2 separate regions of the Sus scrofa genome follow, and region 2 is linked to region 1. The links are chromatin contacts, called in public HiChIP or PLAC-seq maps. All regions are on one chromosome and are shown on one strand. Each heading gives the region's core, a stretch centred on a gene start, on an enhancer-like site or on the middle of the called end of the contact. The rest is flanking DNA. Distances are from core to core; before and after follow the strand shown.

Region 1 (7,163 bases), core at 1,857-4,356:
CACCTTCTTTTTAAGAAAAAGGGACCAGGCTCCAAGTTCAGTGCCGAATCCTAACCACTAGACCACCAGGGACCTTTTTAGCCTTGAGAGGCTAAGAACTGTTGTTTTGTCTTCACAGTTTTTGTGTTGTGTCGAACTTCTATTTTTGGCCTGTGATATCCTGTTTCCTTTTCTAACAGATTTCGTTAAATAAAAAGTCAGCTTTTTTCTTAAGACTTAGCAAATTTTGGAGAGATGGATCTCCAAGGGTGGGTATTTCTGCTCTACAAGCCACTCCAGCTAAATTCTTTCATCTCTAAAGCCTGGCAATCCTCTTTGCCGAGAGCTATGAACACAATCCAAAGGTGGGCCAGTTAGCACAAGTCCTGGGAGAAGATGGGACCAGAAAGGAGATGGCCTGACACTCAGCCTGCGGAAAAAACCACCTGAGTTTCAGGAACACAGTCATCCATGAATCACCTTCATTACCCACGCAAGCCTCCCACACCCATGCCTCTCAGCCGGCCTTTCTGCAGCTTTGCCTCACGTCATCACGTTGATTTCTCCCAAGACAAGACCCTCAGTGGAAGAGGCAGCTCATGTGGCTCATTCTAGACCCGACAGCATCCAAAGACTTGGGGGCCTCAATTTTCCTCAACATGACTCAGCATATCCAAGCTCATTATTTCTACTTATCTTTGCGCTATGTAGAAAATGGAGAAGACAACCACAATTTGCTCTTTTTTTTTTTCTTTTTTTTTTGTCTTTTTGCCACTTCTGGGGCCGCTCCTGCAGCATATGGAGGTTCCCAGGCTAGGGGTCTAATTGGAGCTGTAGCCACCGGCCTACACCAGAGCCACAGCAACTCGGGATCCGAGCCGGGTCTGCAACCTACATCACAGCTCATGGCAATGCCAGATCCTTAACCCACTGAGCAAGGCCAGGGATCGAACCTGCAACCTCATGGTTCCTAGTCGGATTCGTTAACCATTGAGTCACGATGGGAACTCCCACAATTTGCTCTTAAATGTTAGCAGAAACTAAACTCCTGATCTTAGGGATTCCAGGAAAATTATATGACACACTGTTAGGAATGTACCGAAGAAATAGTTATATTGAAATTCTATTGTTATCAGTTAATATTAATTGCCAAGCACTCGATCAGCTTGGGGCTAAGCAAGTGATCCCAATCTTTCCATTCTTACATGCTAAGGGATAAGATAAAAAAAAAAAAAATAGATTCCTATTTGGGAGAAGCAGTCTCTTGTTTTTGTGATAAACAAAATAGTGCATTGAGTAAGTCCTGTTCTAATTTGATAAGGATCCAGGAGAGACTGATGGTTGAGGGCAGAATTCCAGGAGATTCCCTCTAAAAAGAATTGTTAGAGAAAAAAAATAGATGGAGAGTGAAAGATGGTTCCAGATGTTAGTAATGACGTCCCCAAGGGAACAGGGTTAGGTCAAGAAGTAAATGAAGAGGATTATGGCAAGACGGCTAGGAACGAAGCCATCCAGGCTGATTGTTGTCAGGTCCACATTAGAGGAGCTAAGACACAGTACCATAAATCATTTAAACAATCACACGAGAAGTTGATTATTTAATATGTTTTTGATTATCTAGTAACTACGTACAGATGTATCAAAATTGGTACAGACTTAATTCTTCAAACCGACCTCTTTACGATAGTGGAAGATGCTAGGTGGTCTCTACGAATAAGGCCTGTAGAATCCACCGGTCAGAATCCTGTCTGGTTTCCCAGAGTCCTGACAGGTAACCCCACTGACATTGGCAAACTAGCCAAAGCACAAGTGGACTGTCACCAGCTGCTGGACATTTTGCATTGTATATTTTCAATAAAAACGGTGGACTCATGGCTTTTGGAAAATACACTCACATAGCACATGTGAATATGTTAGGAATAAATATCTTATTTATTTAAAATAAGGCAATGGAAACCTCCTTTGCTACTAATAAAGCTGCATTGCAATAAATTCTAAATTTCGATCAATTGCGCTCAAGTATCACCCATATTATAAAGCACTAATTAATAGAAATAAATATGACAGAGAGAGTTAAATTAGCAGTTGTTTATGACATAACATGTATGCCCCAAAGTCCTAAGTTTTGTAATCTATTTTGAAGTTCCTCTTCAGTAAAAAAAAAAAAAAAAAATTAGAATCACACATGCCAGAGTTTCAAGCTCCAAAAGATCTGATTTAGCAAATACTCCTTAATAAGAGAGCCCTAGATATTCATAAAATTTATGATCAAAGAATTGTACACTAATATTTATGGCAAGCTATGCAACCAGGCAATAGACAAAGGTATCTATGAACACTCGTGGTTATAACCATTCAAGGCTAAGTATTGGTCTCTACAGTGTATGTGTAGATATAGACATAGTTAAAGCCACATCCATGTGTTCAGATTGCACAAAATTGTTGATTTCACGGCCGGAAGTTACCTTAAAGATCACGTTGCCCCAGAAAGCCCAAACCCAAAGAACCTGCGTTCCAACATCCTAGCTAGTGTGTTCCATGCTACCTAAATGATTTCCAGCAAAGCTCCGAGCTTCCCTGAAATCCCATAGGAAACAGTACAACTTATTGGCGCCACCTTACCGGGTTTTTCTGAGCAGAAGATGAGGAACAGGGTGTCATGCCCGCAGCAGTGCCTGGCAGAGGACAGGCCCAGTAGATATGGCATCCCTCAGCGTCATCAACCACAGCTGCACGACCCTAGGAGGGTTAAATGAGGACTCGACCAACATCAAACAGCTAGTAAGTAGAGAATTAGGGCTTGAATCAGGTTTTCCCACTTTCCACTCAGTGCTATGGCCACTTAACCACAGCTGCCCCTGATGCTTCATCCAGTTTAAGATCACATTTGGAAGAGACTGATTAATGCGGTCACCCCACAGTTCTGCTCAGCTGCATTTCACCTTCTGCAGTGCAGCCACTGGCATCGCGGGTGATGGGAGACCAAATCACACTGGAATGGGGCCTTCCAGCCAGTGAGAGAAATTCCTCTTGTGTTCCATTAGTTTAATTATGACACAGTTAAACAGACCCTGAGAAATTTCAAACCTGGGAACATGTGCCCACAGAGACACCCAGGCCCTGGCAGCGGTTCTTAATCACATTCCTCAGTCAGGTGTCAGGCAGAGCTCAGGCAGCGCTCAGGCACCAGCACACAAGCAAGTTTTGTTTAGAATACCTCAAAAAGCCAGCCAAGTGGCAAATGTGGACATCTGTGCTAGACTGTGGCTGTCCTGTTTGTGCAGTCTAATCTGTCAAGATAACCATTTCCCCATTCTCTTAAACAAACACAGACTTCCTTGTTTAAACACTATAACAGTTCTAACAGAACACACAGCTTTTAATCATTCTGCGTTAAGTACACTGGCAAGAGTCTGAGAAAAGAATCAAAACATCTTAAATGTAAACGGGCTGATTTTGCTGTTTTGCAAATCCCAGGAAACGGGAGAGAGAAACCCGAAATTCCAGATAAAAGGAATATATAGCATCGCAGCAGAAACTAGCGTGCATTTTAAAATTATCAGTGAATTAGAAATGCAATGGGGAACCCAGTTCAGCTTCTAAAGAAGAAGAAAAAAAAAAAAAAAGGAAAAGAAAGTGGGTCCATTTTTTTCTTCTTTTGCAAAAAGTTTCAAGTTTAGCAAATTTAAGTTTGTTGCATCAATTGTTTTGTATTATTTATAAAGGCAACCAACAGTCATGCCTGAGCCCAAGCTGTGCTGGGGAAAGCTATTTATTTTTTTTTTTTTTTTTTTTTTTTTTTTTTTTTTTTTTTTTTCTTTTTTTTTTTTTTTTGTTGTTTTGTATTTCTTGGCCTCTGGCATATGAATTCCAGCTAGAGTTGAATCAGAGCTGTAGCACAGCCTACCCAGAGCCACAACGCAGATCCGAGCCGTGTCTGCACCACCACAGCTCACGCACGCCGGATCGTACCACTGACAAGGCAGGACCGAACCGCAACCTCATGTCTAGTCGATCGTTACCACTGCGCCACGACGGAAACTCCGGGAAAGCTATTTAAATCAGGGCAAGGTTGCTTCACCACTGAGTTAACTCCCTCTTGAAAGCCCTTTAGTATAAAGCTCTGTCACAGCACGGCGCACATTCTTTTTCATTGATGAGGTGTTCTGGGTCATTTCCTAATATCCAAGAATAGACACGGAAGGCTGGGGGAAAAGACTTTCACGGTGGGACGAGCAGGAATATTGACAGTGCTGAAGTTCAGTTTGCGTTGCTTCAGCCTCACTGCTCTCGATTTCACTTGCAAAATATCCAAATGCACCCTGAAATGTGAAGACGTTAAGACTTCCATAAAACCCTGATATGTTTTCTCCTTATTGTTAAAGAGAAACATGATGGTTAAAAAATCCAAACACTCTCCATTCTTGAGCATGGTGCAAGTACAGCCGTTGAGATCTGACCAACTGGGATTCACATTCTGGTTCAACAACTCAATCATGCGACTAAACAAGCCAATAGGCCTTTCTAAGCCTTAGTTTCTTTATCCATAAAATGGGGATAAAAACAGCTTACAGAGTAAGCTTGTGGACAATAAAGGAGATATACTTGCAGTGGTAAGTGCTTCATAAATTATCTTTTTCTTTTTTTTTTACAGCTGTACCTACAGCATGTGGAAGTTCCCCGGGCTAGGGGTCAAATCTGAGCTACAGCTGCCAGCCTACGCGACAGGAACTCGGGATCCAAGCTGCATCTGTGGCTTACACTGCAGCTTGCAACAATGCTGGATCCTTAACCCATTGAGGCCAAGGATGTAACCCACATCCTCACGGAGACAATGTGGGGTTCTTAACCTGCTGAGCCGCAGTGGGAACTCCAACCAGCAATTATTAAGAGTCCACTAACACCTACCATAATTAGAAAATGTTCGTACACAAAATTCAAGTGAATAGAGTTTACATAGTAACATACGGATTATCAGCTTTACAAAAGGAGAAAATAATTTAACATTGAAATACCAAACCAGTTTATGAGAGATAAGGCTCTGAGTGTCAATCACCTGCATAAGTCCTCATGGGAAAAGCAGTCAGAATTTACACAGTTGTCTCAGTCACCCCAACACAGCGGGCTGGCCCACATTCCCAGGACACAGGCAGGACCCTAGTCTCTAGGCTGTGGCATGTGGTCTACTCCCTGTAGACCGTGGTCCAACCCATAAAACGCTGGAGGACACTAGTCGGTTGGGATTGGCTGGCCATTCAAGTCCTCCACTTGAATGAGAAAGTCATTCCAGATGAGAGCAGTAACAGCAAAGACCAGCAGAAGCTGACTGATCATTATTTGACCTTAATGGAAAAATTCAGGAGCTGGAAGCAACAGAGGGCTGTTCCGAGGAGACAAAAAAAAACTAGGTCACAGAGCTGAAAATTCTCGTTCTCCAGGACCCCTGGCTGTGTGGAAAATGAGATGACTTCTGCTGGGGTTTTTATTTTTCCCTATTTTGAATGCACCCACAGCATATGAATGTTCCTGGGCCACACATCGAACTGGAGCTGCATCTACGACTTACGCCACAGCTGCAGCAACACTGGACCCTTAACCCACTGCGCTAGGCTGGGATCAAAACGGCAAAGCCAAAGAGACAAGCCGGATCATTAACACACTGAACCACAGTGGGAACTCCAAAATGAGATTTTTTTTTTTTTTTTTTAACTTTTAGTGCCATACCTGCGGCATATGGAGCTTCCCAGGCTAGGGGTCGAATCAGAGCTGTAGCTGCCGGCCTACACCACTGCCACAGCAACACCAGATCCAAGCCACATCTGTAAACTACACCACAGCTCAAGGCAACACTGGTTCCTTAACCCACTGATCGAATTCAGGGATGGAAGCTCAGTCCTCACAGAGCCAGTCAGATTTTTTCCGCTGAGCCACAAAGGGAACTCAAAATGAGAGTATTTCTTTTTTCGTCTTTTCAAGGCCGCACCCTCGGCATATGGAGGTTCCCAGGCTAGGGGTCGAATTGGAGTTGTAGCTGCCGGCCTACACCAGAGCCACAGCAACGTGGGATCCCAGCCACGTCTGCAACCTACATCACAGCTCACGGCAATGCCAGATCCTAACCCACTGAGCAATGCCAGGGATCGAACCTGAACCTCATGGTTCCTAGTCAGATTCGTTAACCACTGAGCCACGACGGGAACTCCAAAATGAGAATATTTCTAATCATTCTTTATTTCCTTATGGATCCTTACAATAAATACCCTACTTGCAGTCACCTGAATATATATTGGTTACTTTCAACCTGAAAGGGTCTATTTATCTTTGATGATTCAGGAGGACCTTAGGGGTCTCAAAACACTTGAGGGTCAGAATTATTCACATCAGTTACCATAAGAACACAGATGGTACTACTTCCTCTTGAGATTGATGTCTGGTATTCTGATGGCAGCTCCTAAATAGTGGGTGACACTTGTGAGGGTCTCTTGAGCTCAACGTATATACTTTAACTAAACAAATATTCATTAATGCTCTATGTAATACTAGCTGTCTACTGTATATACGACACACTGCTAAGTATTATGAATAATTAACAAATGAATAAGAAGTTTTCCTCTCCTGAGAAATATTACAACTTAATGAGATGGGCCAAGTTCGCCAGTACTAAGAGGAGAAAGAATATGATAACTGCTTTCTGAGAGAAGTAAAACTTTTACCACAGTCCAGGTACTATGTCAGGTGATGGATGTATCAGTTAGCTTCAACATGGTAATCATTGCACCACGTATATGAATATTGAATCCTCACATGGTGCATGTGAAATAGATGCAAGTGTTGTTTGTCAATTACACATCAATAAACAGGGGGTTGCAAAAGTATAGGTGAAGAAAATCATTGGCCGGAATAATTTTTTTTTTTTTTTTTTTTTTTTGTCTTTTTGCTATTTCTTGGGCCGCTCCTGCGGCATATGGAAGTTCCCAGGCTAGGGGTTGAATAGGAGCCGTAGCCACCGGCCTATGCCAGAGCCACAGCAACGCGGGATCCGAGCCGCGTCTGCAACCTACACCACAGCTCACGGCAACGCCGGATCATTAATCCACTGAGCAAGGGCAGGGATCGAACCTGCAACCTCATGGTTCCTAGTCGGATATCGTTAACAACTGCGCCACGATGGGAACTCCCGGAAT
Region 2 (7,163 bases), core at 1,997-4,496, 260 kb after region 1:
TAGACTCCAACCAACTAATGTTCAATATCTGCTAAGTAAAATTTCTATTCCATTTCTTATCTCACATATAATGGCCTAGCTAACACAACTATTGCTTATAAAAACCGTATACTTGGCAACTCTGCTTCTAGGTATATACTCCAAAGAATTGAAAGTATGGGCTCAGGGAGTTCCCTTCATGGCTCAGCAGTTAATGAACCTGACTAGGATCCATGACGATATGGGTTTGATCCCTGGCTTCGCTCAGTAGGTTTAGGATCCAGTGTTGCTGTGAGCTGTAGAGTAGGTAGCAGACGTGGCTTGGATCCTGTGGCTGTGGCTGTGGCTGGTGGCTGCAGCTCCAATTTGACCCCTAGCCTGGGAACCTCCATATGCTGTGTGAGCGGCCCTAAAAAGCAAAAAAAAAAAGGAACGTACGGGCTCAGATACTTATACATCAATGTTCATAGCAGCATTATTCATGACAGCTAAAAGGTGGAAACCACCTGAATGTCCATGGACAGATGACTGGATAAACAAAATGTGATTGATATATATATATATATATATATATATATATATCACAATGCAGCATTGTTCAGACTTAAAAAAGAATTTTTTTTTTTTTTTTTTGCCATTTCTTGGGCCGCTCCTGCGGCATATGAAGGTTCCCAGGCTAGGGGTCGAATCGGAGCTGTAGCTGCCGGCCTACGCCAGAGCCACAGAAACACGGGATCCGAGCCGAGTCTGCGACCTACACCACAGCTCACGGCAACGCCGGATCCTTAACCCACTGAGCGAGGCCAGGGATCAAACCCGCAACCTCATGGTTCCTAGTCGGATTCGTTAACCACTGCGCCACAACGGGAACTCCTTTAAAAAGAAAATTTTAACATGTGCTAAAATATGGATCAACTTTGAAAATAGCATGCTCAGTGAAATAAGCCAGACACACAAAAAACAAATATCAGATGATTCTACTTATATACGGTACCTAGGAAGGTAAATTAATAGAAAGCGGAACAGGGGTCACCAGGGGATAGGGTATCTTAATCTGTTCAGACTGCTGTAACAAAATTAGCACAGATTGGGTGGCTCAGAAACAACAGAAATTTATTTCTCACAGTTCTGGAAGCTGGAAGTCCAAGCAATCAGGGTGCCCACCTGGTCAAGTAAGAGCTTCTTTTCTTCTGACCACAGACTTCTGGTTGTTGGCTCCCAGGGCAGGATGAGCTGGGGAGCTCAGCCAGGTCTCTTTTTTTATTTTTTGTCTTTTTGCCACTTCTTGGGCCGCTCCCTGGGCTGCTCCCGTGGCATATGGAGCTTCCCAGGCTAGGGGTCGAATTGGAACCGTAGCCACCGGCCTACCCCAGATCCACAGCAACGCGGGATCTGAGCCGCGTCTGCAACCTACACCACAGCTCACGGCAACGCCGGATCCTTAACCCACTGAGCGAGGCCAGGGATCGAACCCACAACCTCATGGTTCCTAGTCGGATTCCTTAACCACTGCGCCACGACGGGAACTCCTGGCCAGGTCTCTTATAAGGGCACTAATCCCATTCAAGAGGGCCCTTAAGCATCTCCTAAAGGCCGTACCTGGGGCATTAAGATTTCAACACATGAATGTTGAGGAGACACTGGCATTCAGCCCATGGGGTCGGGGGAGGGAATGAGGAATTGTTTAATGGAGAGAGTTTCTGTTTAGGATAATGAACAAACTCTGGAGATGGGTGGTGGTAAATGGTTACACAACACGGTAGCTGTACTTAACGCCACTGAATTGTACAAATGGCTAACCTGGTAAATTTATGTTGTGTGTATTTTAACCCTCCCCGCCCCCCCCCCCACACAAACCCAGGAAGAAGAACACAGCACAAACTACATATTTTGCCTGAGTGCTTCTTGGTGACAATAATTTCAGTTTTCATGGAATCGCTGGAAAGTTACAGTCTGCACTAGGTCTTCTCACAGAGGTGTTGCTTCAGAAATCAGAGACGTGGTGCTCCATTCCCACTGGTATTTACTCTGCTGTGTACTAGACACGGGGAAAGCTACACTGAGGCATTTTTGTACCCGCACAGTAACTCACTTCGGTCTGGTTACAAGATCAGGCCCTACGTGGCATCTTGATAATGACATTACTGTTAAATCATCTGAACCGTTGTATAGAGTAACGTGTTTCCTTTAGGAAAAAATACAGGGCTTGCTCCATCTTTTCTTCTATTTCTTTTGTTTTCCCATGTAATAACGTTTGGCTGGCTCAGGTGCAACTGTTCAAGTAATACATCCTAAGTTATTAAAACAAGGAGCCATGAGTATCAGGCAAAAGGCAGGGATTTCTGCCTCTCCCCACCCCACACTTTGTGCCATTACTTCCCTTTGAAAAATGAGAGTTTCTTGCAATAAAAATGAAATGTAACTCTCTTAGACTTCCTTTATAAGATACAATTTCTGGCTTATAACTAAAAGGGCTGCTCATGGCCAAGAAATAGGAGAAGCCCAGACATTTTAAATAGGGGAAGAGGGATGCTGAACCTTTTCTGCACGCTTCTCGTAAGTGCTGACCCATAGGTGCTTTGAGAGTTGAGGACAGGGACACGTGCTCTTCTTGACAATGGTCAGAATAGCAAAAATCGAATGCTTTTGAGAGCAAAAGAGTTTCCTCACTTTTAAATTTGCTTTTAATTTTAGTGGTGGCTATTTTTGTCATCTTTGCGGATGCATTTCTGTTTTGCTGTTTTGCTCTTGTGTGAAATGAAGTTTCAGGGATCCAACACCTTTTTATCTTTCTCTTTCTTTCTCCCTGGCTCACTCCTCTTGCTTCCCTTTTCTTTCCAACACGCAGCCTGCAGCCAGATAACACTTTCCTGCTGAGCCATTTTTAAAGTCACCACACAGCTCTAGCAAATGAGGGCTGTCGTAGTTTTTGGATGAGAAAATCTACTGCAGCTCACACAGATCTAGGAGTTGATAGTGGTTAATTGACAGCCGGAAGGACTTGGTCTCCTGGCAGAGTTAGAGGGAGGGTGAGCCCTGTGGGTTTCATCTGGGCAGAGATAAAACAGGTTTTTATTCAGTACTCATGGAGAGAGCATAATTAACCTTTTAGAAGTTTAAGGATGATCAAATTGTTATTCATTTTGCAAATGAGAAGAGAGAGCTTCCCTTCCTGCCAGCAAAATGCCAGTGCAGATTTCAAGGTCACTGGATGATCTCTTTGAGGGATAAGAAAGCAGTAAACACACACACACACACACACACACACACACACACACACACACACGCTGCCCCTAAGAAGCAGTAAACACACACACACACACACACACACACGCTGCCCCTAAACCCAAGGCTTGAGAAATGTCACCGTGAAAACATTCAGGAATGAAAAGGAACAAATGTTTTTTTCTATCAAGCTCCACAATAAAAATCAGAGCTAATGTTTGCCACACACTCACTTGGGCCTATTGGATTACTATGGCACTGCTCCTGTCAGAGAAAACAGATATACGACTCCAACTGGTAACTCCTATGCTCTGGTATGTTCTGATGTTGTTTAAAGGATAGTGGAGGGGCTTTTTGAGGTCTAAGCATTTTTTTTTTTAAGATGGCAGGCGTAACATGGCTATCATATGAGAACTCTGCAGTGTAAATAATAAACTCTTGTGCTTCAGAAAAATTTTAAAAGGATTTAGCTATGTCTCTGCATGAAAAAAAGTCGCTTTCACTAGGTATCATGCTTTAAAAATGACCATGCTTATTATGTGAATAACCTTATTTGGCAGCTATGTTTTTGCTGTATCACAAACAAGACTTCCTTCATTACTGGTTAGGAGAATCCTCTGGCTATTTTCCTAAAACAAAAATTAAATCATGTGATAATTTTGAACACACAGAAAATGTGCAATAATAGTACAAAGAACAAATAATAATATAAAGTATACCCATATACTGTTCATCCAGATTTAGGAGTTTTTAACATTTTAACCTCATAGATACCTATCTCTCTAGAGAGATCTCTCTCTCTCTAGATATCTATATATGTATATCTTGATATGTATATCTAGATATCTAGAGAGAGGTTGATATTAAGTTATGCACACTTGACTGCAGGATGAACATGGGTTAAAACCACACGTAATACACATATACGTATATAATGATCATATGCTTTTTCTGAACCCTTTGAGAGTGAGTTGCAGACACAGTGTCTCTCTATCCCTAAATAGCTCACTGTGTATTTCCTAGGAAGAGGGAGATTCACTCACAGAACAATGGGACAATGATCAAAATGAGGAAGCTGAACATTGGTACAATACCATTATCTAATCAACACATCTTTCTTGAAATTTTGCCAGTGATCCCAAGGATGTCCTTGAGAGTAATTTTGCCCCGGTTCAGAATCCAATTCAGGATTTTGCATTTCACTTAGTTTTTATGACTCTTATATTCTCCTTTAATCTGGAATGCGTCCTTAACCTTTCCTTGTCTTCATGCTGCTGCCTGAAGAGTATAGGTCATTTATTTTGTTAAACATTCCTCAGTGTGGGGTAATCTGATGTTTCATTATAATTAGATTTGGGATATATATAGCTATATATCTATATGTATCCTGATATACCTGTGTACACACACACACACTTTTTTTTTTAAGGGGTACAAGGTAAGTGACAGGTGGTCTTGGGTCCTTGTGTCCTTTTTACATGATGCTGTTAATCCCACGATTGGTGATGCTAAGTTGGGTGGTGCCTGCCAGAGTTTTCCACTGTGAAGCTGCTATTTTTTCCTTTACAGCTTATCAGCCAATTTGAGGGGGGGGGGTCTCTTTTCCTTTGTTGGCTTTGCTCTAAGATAAGCGTAGTTGAACAACAAGCTGCTAGAAGTTGTTCTCACATATTTTAAGAGGAGGCTAGATAAGATTTCTTAAATAGTTTAGAAAACATGTTGACTAAACATATTTAGATGCTATTTTTTTCTCCCTCTGTGGTGCACAGCCCTTCACAAAATCAGTGTCCCACCCTCTACTGACATATCCCAAACTCAAAGCTTACTACTTGTTGATGAAACAATCTAGGAACTCTCTCCCCACTGTTTCTGTAAGGGAAGGTGACGGGGGTGCAAAGAACTACTAAAGGGGACGAGGGGTGAGGGAAGAATGGGGTGAGCGTGTACGCGCTAAAAGCACAGCAGTGCAAGCTGACGAAAGTCTCCTCACATACGGGAGTTGTGCATAGATTCTCTTTGGCCCTTTCAACACACGTGGGTCCTAAGGCACCTGCTTCTCCCCTCTCCCTTACTCCGACTTCCTGCCTTGTTTGCCATTTCAGTGGGAACAGTGGCATTTTCCTGTAGGAAATAAGCCCCACGAAGCTGACACAAACTTTGTTCTCGGTTTCCTCAAACTGTCTTAGTTACAGTCATTGTTGAGAGCATCCAAAAGAGTAAATATTATTACGGAGATGTTGGAAGATGAAAAAAGGAGAGCCGAAAGAGGACACGCCCGGGCACGTGACTGATGTTGTCTGTAGATGAAACCCACTGGTGAGGACAAACTCAACTCCTGGCACTGAGAGCTAAGAGATGTTTCCCCAGCAGGCTCTCACAAAGAAGATGCTTTATAATGAAGTAAATAATGTCCTTGACAACCTTCTCACAGGAAAGCAGCAAATGAGCTACAGGGCTGTTTCTTATGAGGTCCTTCAGTGTGGCTGATTGCCTCATGCCAAAGCACAGCGGATAAAAAGAGATCAGTCAACTGGCGACAATGCTCTCTGAGTCTGGTTTATTCCAAGGTTAACTTGTAAGGTATCTCAAGCAGTATTTCCAAATGTCCTTTTAAAATCTCCCTTAGCCATAGCCTCGGATCTGTCAGATGGGAATTATAAAGCTTCCTCATTGATTGCACTGAGGGTTGAACGAGGTAAACGGATGGGATCCACGTGATGCCGAGCCGGGCACAGTGTAAGAAGGAATTAACAAATGGAAGTCATTAGCATTTTTATTTTTCCGGAAGAAAAAAAGAGGAATGAATGGATAATCAAAGCCCCAAATAGAGCATGCCCACAATAACGTTACTGGAAAGTTCTAAAGCAGTTTTACCACTCCATGACCCATGCCGTTAGAAATAATCTTTGTAGGTCATCTAGTGAGTGTCTAGTTTTACGTAATTTATCTTTTTAGTAAACTGGGATATCAACTGTTTCCCTAGGTGACTCAGCAGGTTTGCTATGTAGGGTTTTTAGCTATAACCCAGTTATTCTTCAGTTCGGGTGCTGCAAAAGCACACCATTTCATTGGCTCTCACAGTGTGGAATTTGAACCTGCAGCATCAGCACCATCTGGGAACTTGTTGAAAATGCAAATTCTCAGCCCTATCCTAGATCTACTGAATCAGAAACTCTGGGGGTGGGACCCAGAAGTCTGTGTTTTAACAAGTTCCAAAGGTGATTCTGATGCAGGCTAAAGTTTGAGAATCACGGCTCTGGGTCATAATTAAATAAAGGGGCTAGTCATCTAGTAAAACCTTTCCCAGAGTATGACCTCTCTCTCCCAAATCCCATTTTCTTTTCAGAATTTTATTTTATTTTAATTTGAAAAATTTTGGCTGCCCCTTGGCACATGGAGCTCCGGGGCCAGGGATCGGATGTGAGCTGCAGCCGTGAACTAAGCCTGTGTCTTTGTTCCGGACTCCAGATAGTCTGGCTGGAGCTTTCAGAGCAGTAGGATGTCTGGAGACAGGAACAAAGATGCAGGTGGCAATGATCACACGACCAGGGAGGCACATCACGTATGTGCTTTAAAGACAGATCTTTAGCCATAATCTTATGCAATAGGGAGACAAAGTGGGGAACTCTGTAAATACAACTGCTTTTGAGTGTAGGTGCAACGTTCAATAGCACAGTGTAGAAAGAAACAGATTACCTTTAATTCTAAAATTGGCTCATTTGGCTAAATGTCACATCTGTGTCAAAAAGGAAGAATGAATGCATTGATATCCTCAAACTTGTAGCAGGCTTTTAGGTTTTTCTTTTTTGAAAACTTATTTCGTTTTTACAATATGAAAATTATAGACGGAGTGACATTTAAACCTTTGCTTTTCATAGCATTTCACACTTACACCATTTTAAAAGACAGCTATTAACATTTACAAAAATCTTTCAGAAACCAAATGTTCTAACATGCGG

The links. HiChIP or PLAC-seq counts read pairs in DNA pulled down with a chosen protein or histone mark.
Region 2: an H3K27ac HiChIP or PLAC-seq map of skeletal muscle shows a contact between it and region 1. The contact joins two enhancer-like sites. A contact is called at or near these places in 2 of 47 Hi-C or Micro-C datasets (both in liver) and 1 of 2 datasets of contacts at active chromatin or transcription factors (skeletal muscle).

What each region holds. Positions count from the first base shown.
Region 1 is chr2:128,003,370-128,010,532 of Sscrofa11.1, forward strand. No RefSeq gene overlaps it. Among named protein-coding and RNA genes, the nearest start is that of ZNF608, 150 kb to the right of the region's middle. Within about 2 kb of position 3,107, at least 27 of the 83 cell types and tissues checked have an H3K27ac peak or open chromatin away from gene starts, as enhancers often do. A contact at or near this core is called in skeletal muscle, where this site is marked.
Region 2 is chr2:128,266,970-128,274,132 of Sscrofa11.1, forward strand. No RefSeq gene overlaps it. Among named protein-coding and RNA genes, the nearest start is that of ZNF608, 110 kb to the left of the region's middle. Within about 2 kb of position 3,247, at least 6 of the 83 cell types and tissues checked have an H3K27ac peak or open chromatin away from gene starts, as enhancers often do. A contact at or near this core is called in skeletal muscle, where this site is marked.